3 separate regions of the Mus musculus genome follow, and regions 1 and 2 are each linked to region 3. Evidence: chromatin contacts called from public Hi-C and HiChIP or PLAC-seq data. All regions are on one chromosome and are shown on one strand. Each heading gives the region's core, a stretch centred on a gene start, on an enhancer-like site or on the middle of the called end of the contact. The rest is flanking DNA. Distances are from core to core; before and after follow the strand shown. Region 1 has its middle 69 kb from the start of Gm39602. Region 2 has its middle 21 kb from the start of Gm32080. Region 3 overlaps 4933406G16Rik (RIKEN cDNA 4933406G16 gene).

Evidence for each region. Hi-C and Micro-C count contacts between places; a contact is called where the count stands out from the background. HiChIP or PLAC-seq counts read pairs in DNA pulled down with a chosen protein or histone mark.
Region 1: a contact with region 3 is called in a Hi-C map of embryonic stem cells, with 6 times the contacts expected there. The contact joins two enhancer-like sites.
Region 2: a contact with region 3 is called in an H3K27ac HiChIP or PLAC-seq map of embryonic stem cells, with 6 times the contacts expected there. The contact joins two enhancer-like sites. A contact is called at or near these places in 1 of 115 datasets of contacts at active chromatin or transcription factors (embryonic stem cells) and 1 of 9 other capture datasets (embryonic stem cells).

The regions. Positions count from the first base shown.
Region 1 is chr11:19,809,973-19,813,561 of GRCm38.p6, forward strand. No RefSeq gene overlaps it. Among named protein-coding and RNA genes, the nearest start is that of Gm39602, 69 kb to the left of the region's middle. Within about 2 kb of position 1,974, at least 32 of the 459 cell types and tissues checked have an H3K27ac peak or open chromatin away from gene starts, as enhancers often do. A contact at or near this core is called in embryonic stem cells, where this site is marked.
Region 2 is chr11:20,058,629-20,062,058 of GRCm38.p6, forward strand. No RefSeq gene overlaps it. Among named protein-coding and RNA genes, the nearest start is that of Gm32080, 21 kb to the left of the region's middle. Within about 2 kb of position 1,298, at least 3 of the 459 cell types and tissues checked have an H3K27ac peak or open chromatin away from gene starts, as enhancers often do. A contact at or near this core is called in embryonic stem cells, where this site is marked.
Region 3 is chr11:19,072,926-19,076,328 of GRCm38.p6, forward strand. 4933406G16Rik (RIKEN cDNA 4933406G16 gene) reads left to right here. Exons shown (of 5, transcript NR_046037.1): 4 at 582-703; 5 at 2,623-2,815. Among named protein-coding and RNA genes, the nearest start is that of 4933406G16Rik, 9.4 kb to the left of the region's middle. Within about 2 kb of position 1,411, at least 36 of the 459 cell types and tissues checked have an H3K27ac peak or open chromatin away from gene starts, as enhancers often do. A contact at or near this core is called in embryonic stem cells, where this site is marked.

The sequences.
Region 1 (3,589 bases), core at 724-3,223, 740 kb after region 3:
GAGTTTTAACCCCAGAGCCATCTCCATCTCCTGAGATCAGGGACCATCATATCTGCTCTTTACAAGGCTTCTAGGGACCAGACTCCAGTCCTCACACACACAGCGTACATACCTCACTGACTGAGCCACATCCATGGCCACCATCAGATTAAATGAGCAGTGTGTGTGTGTGTGTGTGTGTGTGTGTGTGTGTCTGTCTGTCTGTCTGTCTGTCTGTCTGTTTGTATGCATCTCTGTGTGTATGTGTGTGTATGTGCATGTGTATGTGTGAATATGTGTATGCGTGTGTGTGTTTGTATGTGTGTGTGTCTGTGTGTCTGTTTGTGTGTGTGTGTGTGCACTATTAGTAAAATACATACTTTAACAGGTTTCTTCACGGCACTCTGGAAAAGATCGTTAAAAACCAAAAATGCATTCTCTTTTGAGCCATAATCTCTTATAACACTATCTTGCTGCAGCCGGACCTTGGGAATGCCAAGGTTCAAGGAGCCTAAGTTTCCGTGAAACTCTGCCTTGGGACTGCTTCCGGGCTTCTAGGCCTGTCATGCGAGTCACTACTGGAGTAGATGTAGCACTAGCTTACTTCCATGGCCGTTGCAGGGAAAGCACACAAGGATTCTGAATGTTGGCAATGATGGCACTTGTAATGGTGAGAAAAGGCACAGTGCTTTAGTATTTGAAGCTAGGAGCCATTTGAGAAATCAAACAACAGAATACCACATACCTACTAATACAGAAGAGTACCCATGACCTCTTGATAGATAAGAAAAGCCGACTCCGTGATATAAATTCATTTTTGTAAAACAAATTAGATGACTAGGTGGTAGAAAGAGAGAGCTGTGAAGTGCCCTGTTCTGTTAAGACAGACTCCATCAAGCTGGAGGGATAGCTCAGCACGCCTTGAAAGCTCTAGAACAAAAAAAAAGCAAATTCACCCAAGAGGAGTAGAAGGCAGGAAATAATCAAACTAGGGGCTGAAATCAGCCAAATAGAAACAAAAAGAATTACACAAAGAATCACCAAAACCAGGAGCTGGTTCTTGGAGAAAATCAACAAGATAGATAAACCCTTAGCCAGACTAACCAGAGGGCACTGCAACAGTATCCAAATTAATAAAATCAGAAATGAAAAGGGAGACATAACAATGAAATATATCTTAAAATAATTATCCGGGTTGTTGAATATTAAAATTATGTTCTTAAAAAACAAAAACAAAAAGCCACCCTTGGGTGGCTTCACTGGTCCCAAGGATCAAGGCCAGGGAAGTCACCATGAGTAGAGAGTCAGAGGGGAGGGGGGGAGAGAAATAGCACGTGAATGCAGGGAGAAGGAATATGGAGAGAGAGAGAGAGAGAGAGAGAGAGAGAGAGAGAGGGAGGGAGGGAGGGAGGGAGGGAGGGAGGGAGAGAACGAAAAGTCCCTGGAGAGGAAGGCCTGCCCCTCGACTGGAAAGTTTAGGTCAGAGGGCCCCAGGTGAGGAACTGAAGCTGGGAGAAGCTGAAGGCCAGGTCTGCTTTGTTATGTTAACTAGGCACCTCAGCCCTTTGATTTTTAAACCTTTGTTTTCTCAAGCCTGAAAACACTTCTTTGAGGATTTCTAACCTTTGTTGTAAAAGTAATTCAAAATGAGGAGTAGCGAGAACTAGTGACACTGCACTGCTAGGGGAAAAGAGTTTTGTAAAACTTCACTTACAAGAAAAACAGAAAAGGGGCGGAAATCTTTATCCCAGTTGTTTCTAGGTGTTTACAGCCAGTTTGGAGGACTTTCTCAGAACAGGGGAATCCTGTAGAGTTTCCCACCCCCACCCCCACGGCATCCTGAGCAGACGAGACTCTGAGAGGTGGGAATGAGGAGCTAGGCCCCTTCTGTTCCGCAGAAGTGCTAACTAGTTGGCAACCCGAGGTAAGAGCGAGGGAGTGGGGAGGAGAGGAGGAGGCCGGAGGATGACAAGCTAGGTGTGAGGCCCCCCTCTGGGCTGGAGAGCTTTCGCCCAGGGCTGTCTTTGCACCTGAAGAACCGCTGCTGCCTCCCAAGTTTCCACTGCTGCAGCGGAAGGAAAATCTCACTGAACTGCATCCCTCTCGGAATGGAACTTGCTCCCGGATGCCCTAGTGTCTACCCACTGCTGAGGACCAACGCATACGTCAAGGTCCTGGCACCTTTGCTTCTAGCTGTGACCAAGCAGCTGGGTGGCAGAGAGAGGCACACACCGCAGCCAGCGGAGGGCAAGAGGTTAGGTATCGTGGGGAAGCTGTGGGGTAGCCCAGAGATGAGCAAATGACACTCAATCAGCAAGTGAGACCACGAGAGCCAGATGATAAAGCAGGGCTCGAAACCCCCACCCCTACCTCCCTGCACAACACAGCTGGTCTCCCAAGAGACAGACACATAATCCTGTTATGAATTCTCATTCTCTTTTATTGTTGTTTTTGTTTATTATTGTTGTTGGCATTTGCCTAGGCTCTGCCCCACAGTTACCTGACAACAATGAGGTGTGCCTGACTCACTAAAAAAGGGGCTGCTTCCCCCCTCCTCTCTCTATTGTTTTCTGCTCTTGCTCTGTCTGTCCTCTTGCCCCTTAACCCCTCTCTCTCCATTCCCCTCCCCCTCTCTCTCCATTCCCCTCCCCCTCTCTCTCCATTCCCCTCCCCCCCCTCTCCATTCCCCTCCCCCTCTCTCCATTCCCCTCCCCCCTCTCTCCATTCCCCTTCCCATCCTTCCCCACCTGGTCCTCTTCTCTTCTCTTCTCTTCCTCTCTCTCTCTCTCTCCCTCTCCCTCTCTCTCTCTCTCTCTCTCTCTCTGCCTTTCTCTGCCTCTACTACCCTCTCAACATCCCTCCCCATGCCCTGAATAAACACTATTCTATACTATACCACTGTGTGGCTGGTCCCTCAGGGGAAGGAATGCTTCAGCATGGGCCAGCATAGGCACCTGCTTCCCTCACACCTGACTGCACCTCCACCAAACATACTCCTTCTCTATTTTATAAACCACAGCAATTATTGTTTTAGCACAGGGCAAGGGATGTGTCAGTACAGAGTGCTTACCTACTGCGCCCAAAACCTTGCTTTCTATTCCCACCACTACAAAATAATTGTTTTATTTTTGTTTTGTTTTGTTTTTGAGATAGAGTTTCTTTTCATAGCCCGGGCTGTTCTGGAATTCAGTCTGTAGATCAGACTGGCCTCAAATTCACAGAGATCTGCCTGAGTCTTCCTCCCGTGTTCTGGGATTAAAGGCGTGTGGCACCACTACCTGGCAATTTTTATAATTATAGTATCGTAAAGCCCAACCAACTCTGTTTTTGAAGAAACTCAATTTTGTGCAAGACAAGGGACTAAACTCCAAATCCAGGAAGAAATCACAGAGTCCTGAGCAAGCACCCTATGGCAACCCACTCCTCTTAGCAACAGCCAGTCAGGCTGCAATAGCGAGGTCAAGGTACATAGAGATTGTAGTGTTTTATCAATAAAAAGAAAAACAGAACCAGGATATGTTTAGTAGTGATGCAGTGTGGTGAGGTGGAAGGGGGTGGCTCTGCGGGCCCATGCTAAGGCATCCCTTCCCCTTGAGATACCAGCCATACA
Region 2 (3,430 bases), core at 48-2,547, 990 kb after region 3:
GGACCTAGGGAGTCAGTACAGCCAAGGGAACATAAACTATGTAGGTCCAGCTCAAGAGGTTTCAGAGGAAAAGAAATATATATATATATATATATATATATAAGGATTTTTTATATATATATTAAATATTAAAATATATATATTAGGTTTTCTGAGACGGGGTCTTTCTGTGTAGCCCGGGCTGTCCTTGAACTCAGAGATCTGCCTGCCTTTGCCTCCTAAGTGCTAGGACTAAAGACATGAGCTACAATCACCTTTAGGAAGCAATATTATTATTAGCAGCTTGGCCACAAACCATCCTTGTGATGTTTGATAAAGAATGAGTCTGTCTGAGGCCCAAGTGACAAGTGTTGGATTACTATCACTGGCGGAGGAACATTTAGGGCAGCCTAGTAACACTCCCTGTGTCCCATGGTTACTAGCGATCACTCCTCTGCTCCTCTGCAGTTCCACGTGGAGTCCGACGAGAAAACAGGAGAACTGGAATACGGATTGAGAGTGGTGACCTCAGGGCAAGACCCCATCCAGCTAGGCTTCCAAACTGTGGGAAGTGAAGCTTACGCAGCAAAGGGAACTACCAACACATCAGAGCTTATGCGAACCCGAGTCTCAGAGGGGGCCATGCTCCACGCATGCAGCAGAACTTGGCAGCTTTGGCCACACTGTTTCTGGATTTAAGAATACAGGAGGAAAGTTGTGGAATCTTACTTTGTGGTTGAAAGACACTGAAGCCAGGCATGTGGCAGGGGAGCTCCTTTATGGAGGGAGGGACTTCACTGCGTGAAGATGTGAAGATGAAGCTATTGTGTTGGATTGTGTTGGAAGCTCAGGATGCTGAGAGATGCCAGAGTTGTGGGATACCTGCAAAGGAGAGCTGCAGACAGGGTGTGGAACCAACCAACCCAAGAGAAGTATGTTATACACCATCAGGAAAGCTGGAAGGGAAAAGCCATCTAATAAGCACCTTAACACCAGATATGGGGTTAATGAATTGGCATTTGCTTGACTGGGCTTTGTTCTTGCTTTGCCCAATTATTTCCTCACTATGTTCCCTTTCCTCCCTCTTGGAATGATAATGTATATTCTGTGTGTATGCTGGAAGTATGTAATCTGCTTTCTGAGTCTGATTTTACAGGGGGTTATAATTAGAAGGAAGATTGCCTTGTTGAGGCTGTGACAGACTATGGGGACTTGAAGTTGGACTGAATGCATTTTGCATTGACACAGCCACAGGCAAGCCTATGGAGGCCAGGGAGTGGAATGTGGTGATCTGAATGAGAATGGGCCCCAGAGACTCATAGAGCTGAAGAAATCACCAATTAGTGGTACTGTTTGGGAAGGATTAGGAAGCATGGCCTTACTGGAGATGGTGTGTTACTTGGGGAGGGCTTTGAGGTTTCAGAAACCCAGACCAGGACGTTTTCCTCCACCTGCCTGTAGCTCAGGATATAAGCTCTCAGCCCCATGCCTGCCTGCTCCAACACTTCCTCCTACCACGATGTTACGGACTAACCTCCTGAAACCAGGCAAACTCCCAATTAAATGCCTTCCTTTGTAAGCATTGCTTTGGTCGTATTGTCTCTGTACAGCAACAGAACCTAAGACCTTGTGTTGCAGGATTTTCCCTGTCCAATTACATTAGTGCAGAGGAGACCTGTGATTGGATAGGGAAAAGGAGGCAGAGCTACGAGTGGAGGACAGAGTGCATCTCGGGGAAGGGGGAAAAGGAAGATGGTGGAAGAATCAGCATGGCTATGACCAGCCACAGGTTGTTATGCTATCATAAAGGTTAGAATATTGGGATAATTTGTCTTGTCTAGGTGGGCAGCTTTTATCATTATCAATTGGGCCTGAGATTATTATATTGGCATCTTGTGTATTGAGAATTTACTGATATATAAATCTGACTGGTTAACTATAAGCATTGAGTCTTGTTTTTACCGGGTTACTGGGTATTGTGTTATCAAACCATGAGAATGGTGGATCTATTTGGTTATTGGCATGTGGGGCAAAACCAGCGGGTTTCCTCCAGGACTTAAGTGTTCACTAGAGTGGGAACATGGCTTGGAGGGGCCGGAGAGTTGGCAGGTTCATCTTTTAATATTTCCCACAACAACCTTGTCTTAAAAATAAATTAAAATTAGCAAGATTTAGTGAACTCAGTTTTACAGCAAAGTTTATGGGTGGAGGAAAAAACAAAAAACAAAAAAACGGAGTAGAGCAACACTACAAACATGCAGGACTGTGCTATCGCCTAGGGACCATACAGACCACCCAGTGTTTTGGCAACAAAGAGACTATGTAGTGCACCAGATGCAACCTTCAGGATGTCCTGAGGGACTCTGCCCATGGAAGGACACTGAAACTTGAGCAAACAATTTATAAAAAGACAAACCCATTCTCTAGCTCTCATTCTCAAGGCCAATGGAAACACAAGAAAAGGCCTCTTAACTAACTTTTTCTCTTGCTTTGATTACTTTGCCAAAAACCAAAAAACAAAACTCATGTACCCACGCAAGAGACAATTTAGTAGCTGAGAGCACTGACTGCTCTTTCCGAGGACCAGGGCTCAATTCCCAGCACCTATGTGTATGTGGTGGCTCACAACTACTTGTAACTCCAGTCTCAAGGAGATCTGTTATCCTCTTCTGGTCTCCGAATGCACTGTACACACATAGTGCACAGACAAACATGCAGCCAAAATTCCCATAGAAAATAAAGAAGGAAAATTAAAAACAAAACAATATGCCTAAGATCTTTGTGCAGACCAGTCCCAATGTCCATAAAGAGTCATGTTACATAGAAGTCTATCTAGAATTGATTTTGTAAAAGTACCTGTAATCTCTTAGGAAATAAACAATCTCTTAGAAGAAAATAAAATTCTAATGTAGCTCTAGTTCACTTTCTTTTCTTTCTCTTTCTTTCTTTCTTTCCTTCCTTCCTTCCTTCCTTCCTTCCTTCCTTTCTTTCTTTCTTTCTTTCTTTCTTTCTTTCTTTCTTTCTTTCTTTCTTTTTCCTAGACAGTGTTTCTCTGTATAGCCCTGGCTGTCCTGGAACTCACTTTGTAGACCAGGCTGACCTCGAACTCAGAAATCCGCCTGCCTCTGCCTCCCATGTGCTGGGATTAAAGGCGTGTGCCACCACGCCCGGCTTCTAGTTCACTTTCTTGTATCTAAAAACTCTACTAGAAGGGATGGGTATGGTGGTGTAAACCTTTAATCCCAGAGTGGCAGAGGCAGAGGGGCAGAGGCAGGTAGATCTCTGTTTGAGGCTAGCCAGGACTAGACAGAGAGAGCCTGTTTCACAAAAATGCCAAAAATAAATGGCTAGGTTATAATAGTAAGTAAACCTCAGTAGAAATAGTTTTGTCACAACAAACACTAAACCAGAGCTCGGCACTGGTGTGCACACCTCACCCCAGCATTTTGGA
Region 3 (3,403 bases), core at 161-2,660:
AAGAAAGACAGACAGACAGACAGACAGACAGACAGACAGAAAGAAAGAAAGAAAGAAAGCAAAGCCAAGTGTGGAGGCCATATCTTTTAGTCCTAGCACTGTGGAGGTAGAGGTAGGTGGATCTTTGTGAGTTCGAGGCTAGCTTGGTCTACAGAGGGAGTTCCAGTTCAGCCAGAGCTACACAAGTCCCTGCCTCTAAAACAAAGAAGAGAGTCAGCGAGCAGATTCAGTAATGGAGTCAGCCACATGGCCGACAAGCAGTTGCAGGGTAGAAGGGAAAGACCGAGTGAGAAAAGAAAGCATGTCCAGGTTTGGGCAGTATCTGAAAGAAAACGGGGCTGAAAGAAGGGAAAGACAAAGTTAGGCTTTTCTGAATAACTTAGAGGAGTGGGCAAGCTGCAGTGTCACAGGGTTGGGGAGGAGTGATGCAGGAGACTGCATGTAGGCAGGGTTCTGGCTGGAAAGAATACGATCTTGTTAAGGGTATAATTATTTCTCCCATTTCCTTAGCAGGCCGCACTGTAGCACAGTAGGTGAACCAGCTTTCCTGAGGGGTGGTCTCTTGATCTCTTGATTGACAGGACCAGCTGGATTAACTCTTAAGGGGAAAGACAAGGCTCTACAGTGTTCTTTGTGACAGATCGGATTGGCATGTCTCCACGCAGGGACAGAGGTAGACTCCATCCTTTACAGAGCCCATCAGGTATCCAGCCACACTGCTCTCCAAGGCCACGGCAGCAGGATTAGTCTTTAGAAGTCAAATCACAGATCTGGGGATGTGATCTTCAGTCAAGTGAGGAGTTTTACTTGCCTTGCTTTTACTTAGGATAGGTTATATTTGGAAACACAAAGAGTCCCTGGAAGAAGTAGGGTAGGACAATTAGTGAATGGCCGTTCTTTATTCTTTTAAAATGACTTTTCAAAAAAACCTAATGGAGTATCAACTTCCCAAGAAAAGGAAAGCAAGGCACTTAAAAAACTTGGCCTATTTCAAAGGCATCTCCAGGACTCCCAGGTCCAGCTACTCCATCTTACAAACACTTCAGGCGAGTTCGGAGGCTTCTTCACAGACGAAGCTTGTCCAGATCAGAGAATTGAAAATCAGGGGTCTTGTCTACAGTGAGATTGGGGGCAGTCTCTTTTCAGCAGTTTTGGGAGTCCAGGTGGGTGTGCAGAGGGGGAAAGGTCTTCTGTGACTTTGTTACCATCGGGACGCATGCTGGAGCTGAGACTATCTAAGCAGTGCCTCTAACAAGAACAGAACCTGAACAATAAGCGATGCTTGCCCTTCTCCCTGAGAGAAGGGAGTTTGTTTGGAGTTAGTACGCTGACCTGGCACTCAGTGCTGCATCCCAAGCTGGGTCTGAATCGCTTTTCCCAAGGAGCTTCTCCAGGGGCGGGGAAAGGCGCGTGGAATGCTGGGCTTTATTATGTAGATGAGGAGATGGAGGTCCCCTTTTGTGTTCCTAGAGGGTCTCTGAATAGATTGTTGGCAAGTTCTACCTAGAGTGTCTGGCAATGGGAGGAATGCAAGTGTGAGTGTGTGTGTGTGTGTGTGTGTGTGTATGTGTGTGTATGCAGCCCAGAGATCACAGTAGTGCAACAGTCAAGGGTCTTGGAGAATTTTAATACAGACATTTGTCTCAGGAAAATGTTTGTTGCTCAGTTTGATTTACTGTAGTAAAGATGACAAGTCATGTGTATGTTTATTTATTGGACAAATTAGAAAAAAAGTACTTGATTCCTCCATCTTAAATGACCCAATTTCAGGGTCCCCTTGATTTCTGTGACTCGGTGTAGCTTGCAATAGCGTGAGGTTTCCAATCGATTTTTTTTTTTTTTAATTTTGGAATTCTACTTCTCCCTCTCTTGTGCTCAAAGAAAACCTGTTTTTTTTTTTTTTTTTTTTTCATTTAAGTGCAATTCCACTCAATTTCTTTATTTTATAAGTGAGAAGAGCTCTCACTTTGCAGATAGATATGTGGTAAGTCTGCATACAACCTGGTCTTCAGGTGGGTTGTTGTCTCCTGTCTAATAATAATATAGAATCATATTTTTAAAAAATGTATTTACCAAAGATTAGCTCAATCATCTGCACGAATAATTTTTCTTAAAAGGAAAATGTCATTTGCTGTATTCAAATGAGAGAATAGTTTTATTTATAGAGTTCTAGTGAATGCCTATATTCATAAAATCTCTTGCTAAAAATGTATTTCCAAGTACTGTAAGTGGACTGGAAAGATGACCCTGTGGTTTAGAGTGCTTGTTTTCCAAGCGTGTGGACCAGATTTCAGGTCTCAGGCACAGGCCTGCGCATTTCTACAACCCTGGCATTAAAAGGAGTGGAGACAGAAAGACTACTGGGGCATTCTGGCTGCCAGCAAGTTCCAGGACTCACAAGGTTCCTTGGAGGGAAAAGCTATGAGTGAAGTCAAGGGTGCCCTCCTCGGACCAGCAGGCACACAAGGTGCACACACCCATACAAAGCTAAAGAAACAGCTTGCTACAAAATCTCTCAGAAAAATGACAAATTGATAAAATGCAAATAACTATTATGTATAGTGCATAATATGTCAGTTCTTATATTATTTTCTCTGTGGTTCTATTAAAATCTTTTCCAAGAAAAGAAGTATAGCAATGTGGCGGCATATTCTGAAATTTGAAGATCACCTTCTAAGATTCATCGATGAAAACCTTCAAAGCTCTGGCCTGTTAAAGAAAGCACGTAGTCTGTCCACCTCCCTCCTGTCAAGACAAAAAATCTGGTCTTTTCATCGGCGTTCTCTGTATAAATCTGCGGATTTAGTTGTAAATGAAGAACACGTGCTATGGGCCATTCGGCAATCATTTTTATAACTTCACATGTAATAGTTTGCCATGTTATAAGAGTATTTTTATACATTATCACAGATAAGTATTGATCTGTCATTATTTGTTGAACTAATCTCCCAGTTTAGGAGCCTGGGAGATTTTCCCTAACATGTACTGATCAACACCAAATCCTTTGGGAGGATTCTGCTAGCATAAGTTACACCCATCTTTTATTTGAATGAAAAAATGAAGTAAAGGAGGAGGCATGCCTGCTCCTAACGGGTGGAGAAGGCTTTATTGTAGACATAAGGGAGAGAGCAGGCACAGAGAAGCGTCCCAGCTGAACATGGCGGATAGACTAAATCAGACCATGAGAGGAGAGAAGGGAAGGGAGAGCAAGAGAGGCAGCCAGGGCCAGGAGACCAAGAGAAGAAAATGGCTGAGTTATATAGGGACCAGGCTGAAGGTGGGAAGACAAAGCCCAGACCCTGGGAGCAAGAAGTTTAGGGTCGGGACAGACAGGGTGAGACTTGTTTAGTGAAACTATTCCTGAGTTTTAGGTGCAACAATTCTAACCTTTTGTTGTAAGGGT